2 separate regions of the Astyanax mexicanus genome follow, and region 1 is linked to region 2. Evidence: chromatin contacts called from public Hi-C data. All regions are on one chromosome and are shown on one strand. The core of a region is the stretch at or near the end of the contact, and the rest is flanking DNA. Distances in the headings are between cores, read along the strand shown. Region 1 holds the start of map7d3 (MAP7 domain containing 3). Region 2 overlaps arhgef6 (Rac/Cdc42 guanine nucleotide exchange factor (GEF) 6).

Evidence for each region. A called contact is a pair of places that touch in the nucleus more often than the background predicts.
Region 1: a Hi-C map of muscle shows a contact between it and region 2, with 16 times the contacts expected there. The contact joins the promoter of map7d3 here to the enhancer-like site in region 2. A contact is called at or near these places in 2 of 3 Hi-C or Micro-C datasets (both in muscle).

Annotation. Positions count from the first base shown.
Region 1 is chr10:46,795,548-46,798,315 of AstMex3_surface, forward strand. map7d3 (MAP7 domain containing 3) reads right to left here and starts at 1,341. Exons shown (of 17, transcript XM_049484252.1): 1 at 1,236-1,341. The coding sequence starts at 1,281. All of the region lies in intron 22 of arhgef6 (Rac/Cdc42 guanine nucleotide exchange factor (GEF) 6), which reads right to left.
Region 2 is chr10:46,759,758-46,762,700 of AstMex3_surface, forward strand. The region is part of intron 22 of arhgef6 (Rac/Cdc42 guanine nucleotide exchange factor (GEF) 6); the gene reads right to left. It overlaps map7d3 (MAP7 domain containing 3), which reads right to left. Exons shown (of 17, transcript XM_049484252.1): 10 at 2,580-2,715; 11 at 1,341-1,521; 12 at 1,140-1,244; 13 at 358-411; 14 at 177-255; 15 at 1-76. Among protein-coding and RNA genes, the nearest start is that of map7d3, 36 kb to the right of the region's middle. Within about 2 kb of position 1,389, the one cell type or tissue checked has an H3K27ac peak away from gene starts, as active enhancers do.

The sequences.
Region 1 (2,768 bases), core at 91-2,590, 36 kb after region 2:
GTAAAGGGCTTCCATGACTAAGCAGCTCCATCCAAGCCTTACATCACAAATGCAATGGGACCCACTGGTACTTTTGGCAGCGTGGGCAGTGTGCCAAGTCCTACTGGAAAATGAAATCCTCATCTCCATAAAAGTTGTCAGCAGAGGGAATCAGCAGATGACATGTCTCTCCAAACTATCTCTGATAATCAAAGCTTCACACTAGACCTCAAGCAGTTTGGACTGTGTGTCTCTCCACTCTTCCTCCAGACTCTGCTCCCTTGATTTACAAATAAAACGCAAAATTCTATGATGGTCAGTGATGGTTTAGAGAGACATGTCATCTGCTGGTGTTGATCCACTGTGTTTTATTATCAAGTCTAAAGTCAGTGCAGTTTTGTTTTCCCGGAAAATCTTACAGCACTTCATGCTTCCCTTTGCTACGGACAACTTTTATGAAGATGCGGTTTTCATTTTCCAGCAGGAGTTGGCACACAGGCCACAGTGTTTAAAGCACCAATTGGACTTTTATAATATTCTAATTTTCTGAGACACTGATTTTTGGGTTTTCATTGACTGTAAAATAGATTGCTTTATGTGTATGTAATACATCGATATAATATAAGTTATGAATTTCACATTTTTAACTCAAATACTAAAATAAAGTAACTTTTCAATGCTATTCTATTTTTTTGGGGGATGCACTTATAGATAACAAACGTAGCTTAACTGAGCCAGACAAGATATGAGCATCCAAGCTAAAGCTAATGTTAATGCTAATCTGATCTGTCAGTCATATCAGTCATTTTATTCACTTAAAAATCCATTAGCTTAGCATAGCACAGCTAGCTAACTAAATAACTGATAACTATCAAACTAACGGTCACTGCAAACACGCTACTTAACCCAGAGAAACTCCACAACGGCCATAACTCTTCTCTGAATCTATAAAACACCGCTGAGTAGTTTTAAAGCGAGCTACATCCATCTATCCGCTCCAGAGCAGCAGTTATAAACTTGTTGCCGTGGCGTTTCCTGCTCTCCCGCTGCAGCAGCGTTAACTCTCAGCAGCCCGCCGGCTATTACCCAGCCCAGCGCAGCCCGCTAACCCGCTCAGCCCCAATCAAACAGCCCGATTTTCAGCTCACTCCGCCGCACAAACCGCTCCAAACCCCCCGAGCTCCGAGCTCACAGCCTGGACCCGCAGCCGGCCGCAACGGAACCCCCAAAACCCCCGCAAACACAGGAATTCCTACCCATTTGAGCGCGCAGTCCTTTCAGAGTCGACGCGCCCTCCGCCATTTTTAACCGAAGTTTTTTTTCCTCCTCTTTTTCTCGGACACGTTCATTTACGCGGCGGCGCGCGCACAAGCCGGGACCACGGCCACGCGCACAGCGCCTCTGGGAGCACCGCGGCGCCATCTAGCGTCTGACTGAAGATCTGCACTGTACACACTGATACAGTGTTTACTACCAGTCAAAAGTTTGCACACACCTATTCTCATAAAAAAAAAAAAAATGAATATATTTTTATTATTTTTTAACATATTTTAATATGATATAATATATCATAATATAATATAATAAAAATAATAATGACAATAATAATAATACAGTGAATGCATATTCAATAAGATAGGTATAGCAAGCTATAAGTCACATAGTTCATATGGAAATGGAATAATGTAATAAAATATAAGGAATAATAATAATAATAATAATAATAATAATAATAATAATAATAATAATAATAATAATAAGCATGATGCAATCTGGCAGTGACTCGCTCCAATATGAGAACAAATGTATAAACAATGTTTTTTTTTTAAAGGACACCCTGCTCAATACTAAATTTTAAAATAGCTTTCTTGGCGGCTGTGCAGCCATTAACACTTTTTTCTCCTGAATATTTATGTCAATAGCTGAATACTCTCCGAGCAGAAAATAGAGCTGGAAAAAAGAAGGTCCTGGTCCAGCAGGGAAGACAACATATGTGTTACAGTCAATGTGTTTTTTTTTTGTTTTTATGAGGTTTTACAATTCACACTAGTCATCAGAGTTTTACACAACCATTCTAACCCCCCTTTTCTTTTCTTCCTTTCTGTTCTCTCTCTCTGTTCACTCTCTTTCTCTACCAAGCTGCCCAGCCTGGTTAACTGGAGGTGTCCATTCGTGGTTTCAGCATAGAATCCACTTTTTCATTTCCTTAATTTTGTTTTCTTTCTATCATTTCTCTTTTCACATGTATCAAGATGCCACGTTTCTAATGTTGCCCAGCCTGGCTCTCCATTGCCCTGATGCCCGCTGTGATGTAGTCCTGCTCTGAATCCCTGCATTGATCCATTCCTTCCACACTTCATAGCTGTACATATGGATGCTTAAACTGTCTGGACTTTAACACCAACACTGAGCATATGTCCATCATTTATCCACGCTCATAACTCAGAACCTCTTTTTACATTAGCTATAGCTCCACCTTATCTCTATGTACTGTTGTTTTTGTTCTGTTATTTGTTTGTGCTCTCTGGGTAGACTAGAGAAAAAAAGATTCCTCTACTGAGTCTTGATTCCTCTCAAGGCTTCTTCCTCTTACTGTGAAAGAGTTTTTCCTCAACACTATCACTGTGGTGCTTACTCATAGGAGGCTTGGACCCGTATCTCTGTAAAGGTTCTTTGTGACAATGTTTGTTGTAAAAACCTCTATATAAACACATTTGAACTGAATTGAATTGAATTAAATTGCTTTTCTTTCTCACTGTCCTTCACCTCATCCCAAATCACCCATCTCA
Region 2 (2,943 bases), core at 139-2,638:
GAAGAAGCATCTTCCTCCTGGGTATCTTTTTGGTCTTCTTCCTCTGCTGCATTGTCCAGTTTGACAGACTGATCACCTGAAATTTCAGAGAAATCTCTATCAGAAAGCAGCAAACTTTAAATATATACACAGTCCATTCAACTCATCATATAAAGCATAAAGACACCGATGCTTACTTTCACAGTTTATCTGGTCAGTAACCTCTTCTTCTTCATCATCATCATTCTCATCTGGATTACTTTTGTCATCACTGCCCTGATGGAGGAAAAAGGACACATACAGAGTGAGTAAGTGTGAAGCAGTCTACGACATCTATATCTTCAATAATGTACAAACTGAACCAATCAGCAGCCTTGCCTTAAAATCGATTTGGTCCGTTTTTCGGGTTCTCTTCATAATTTCTTCAATTCTCTAGAGTAAAAAAAAAAAAAAAAAAGAAGAGAGAGACATAAAAAAAAAAAGAAATATTCAAACAATTTTCCATTCATCTGGATTATCAATGGGAACTAATCTAATCATATCTGTGCAACTGATTACAAAAATATGTCCTAAACTACACATTACCACATGTTCAAAATAGTTCAACACATTTAGAAACGTGTTTATTAATGTAGAAAACAAAGTAAAGAGGCACAAGCATCCCATCTCTATCAACATTACCTCAGTGATCAAATCATTAAATGGTAATTCATAAAAATAATAATATTAATATTTTAGGTAAAGGGTTGTTACAGTTTAAAACAGGTTCTCTGTTAACACAGAGGTATTATTTTGCAAAAAAAGTGTAAAAAAAAAATACTTTAATATGTACACATAAAAACAAACAAAACCAAGTAGAGACAAATCAGTAATAATTAAAATAAACGATGATGAGAAGAACTAAGATGGATTATTAAAGTCTCTACATATTTTCAAAATAAGTTAATGTACATTAACACATTTACTGTCATTGTATCATATTTTGCCAGAATATCTGAGCTTTATAAAATATGTGCAATAAGGTGATCTTGGGCAGTTTGGATAAGTGCAATATTTGTACAGTCTAATGTTACAGGCATTTTTATGATGGTACATCAGTTTCACAGACAGCATCACAATAACAGAACCAGGAAAGGAAGTGGAACTAGTTTAAAAAGTACCTTCTTCCTCTCCATGCGCTCCTGCTGGTTCTGCTGCATGATGCGCTCTCTCTCCTGCCGCTGTTTCTCAGCCTCCTCTTTGGTCTTTGCTTCGGCCTCCTCTCGCTGCAACAGGACAATCCAGTCAAGATCCCAATCAACCAATCAGAACATTCAAGTTTGTACTACTATTGACTGAGTGATGAACAGACTCTGATGTACCTCTTTCTGGAGCTCTTCCTGTCTCTGCTGCTCCTCCAGCTCCAGCCTCTGCTTCTCCTCCTCATCTTTAACAGCCTGCTCTTCCTCTTCCCTCTTCCTCTCCTCCGCCCGAATCTTCTCTTCCTCCAAGCGTCTCACTCTCTCCTCCTCAGCGAGACGCTTCTGTTCCTCCTTTCTCAGCCTGTAAGACATAAGCATAAAGAGACAACTGTTATAATAATTTCCTTCAGCAGCTTCAGCAGATTAGAGAATGATATCTTTAGAAGGGCTGAACAATAATTCAGTATTATTGTGTGTCATGATATTAAATGATTTAAATAAAGGTGGGATAAATCTCTGGAACTAGCAGAGCACTAGTAAACACTGGTTTTTATTTTTGCCAAACTACAGCACTGATATTTCCAGTATCAGTGATTCGTGGTTATCATATCACACCACTAAATTGGTAAAGATCTCATTCTCATGTATTGAGAATATATGTTTTAATATATAAGCGTTATTACTGAGGGATTTTGGAGAAATGGGACTGGAGAAAAAAAATGTCCATCTGATTTTGTGTAAACCAGATTTTGATGTCATATAAAACCAGAAAAACAAACTGTTATCAAACTACAGATCTGGAAAAAAAATTAAGAGACCACTTCAGTTTCTGAATTTGAGTAAAATAAACATTGTTGTTTTATTCTACAAACTACCGACAACATTTCTCCCACATTCCAAATAAAAATATTGTCATTTAGAGCATTTATTTGCAGACATTGGAGGAATGGCTGAAATAACCAAAAACATGCAGAGCTTACAGACCTCAAATAATGCAAAGAAAACAAGTTCATATTCATAAAGTTTTCAGAATTCAGAAATCAATATTTGGTGGAATAACCCTGGATTTTTAAGCAGTTTTCATGCATCTTGGCATGTTCACCTCCACCAGTCTTACACACTGCTTTTGGATAACTTTATGCTGCTTTACTCCTGGTGCAAAAATTCAAGCAGTTCAGTTTGGTTTGATGGTTTGTGATCATCCATCTTCCTCTTGATTATATTTCAGAGGTTTTCAATTTGGCAAAATCAAAGAAACTCAACATTTTTAAGTGGTCTCTAATTTTTTTCCAGAGTTGTATATAAGTATCAACTTTGTAGTAATAGGGAAAAAAGGGAAAGCATTTGTGTTTAGGGCACCCAAATGGCTAACACTGTCCCTGGATCTTTTCAGGCTTTGTGCAAATGTAATCTACTCACCTCTCCTCCTCCTCTCTCTGCACTCTGAGCTGTTCCTCTCTCTCTTTCTGTTCACGGGCCAGACGCCGGTTCTCTGCCAACATCCTAGAGGCTTCTGCAGCAGAGTTTGTGCCGGCAATGGCTTTAGAGTTGGGATCTGAAAGAACAAACACGCACATACCGTTACACTACTTACTTTAAAACGCAACCTGAGGGTGCAGCTTCCATAAGCTTTATTGTTGGAGCTATAAAATATGGCTTAAAGACTTTCTAACACGTTACGTGACTTCAAAACCAGCAGCATATGATTTATTACTATGATATAGTGTGTGATTACTGCCTGAGCTGAGGCCTCCAGCAGAGGGTGCAGTAAGTCCAGGGTCTA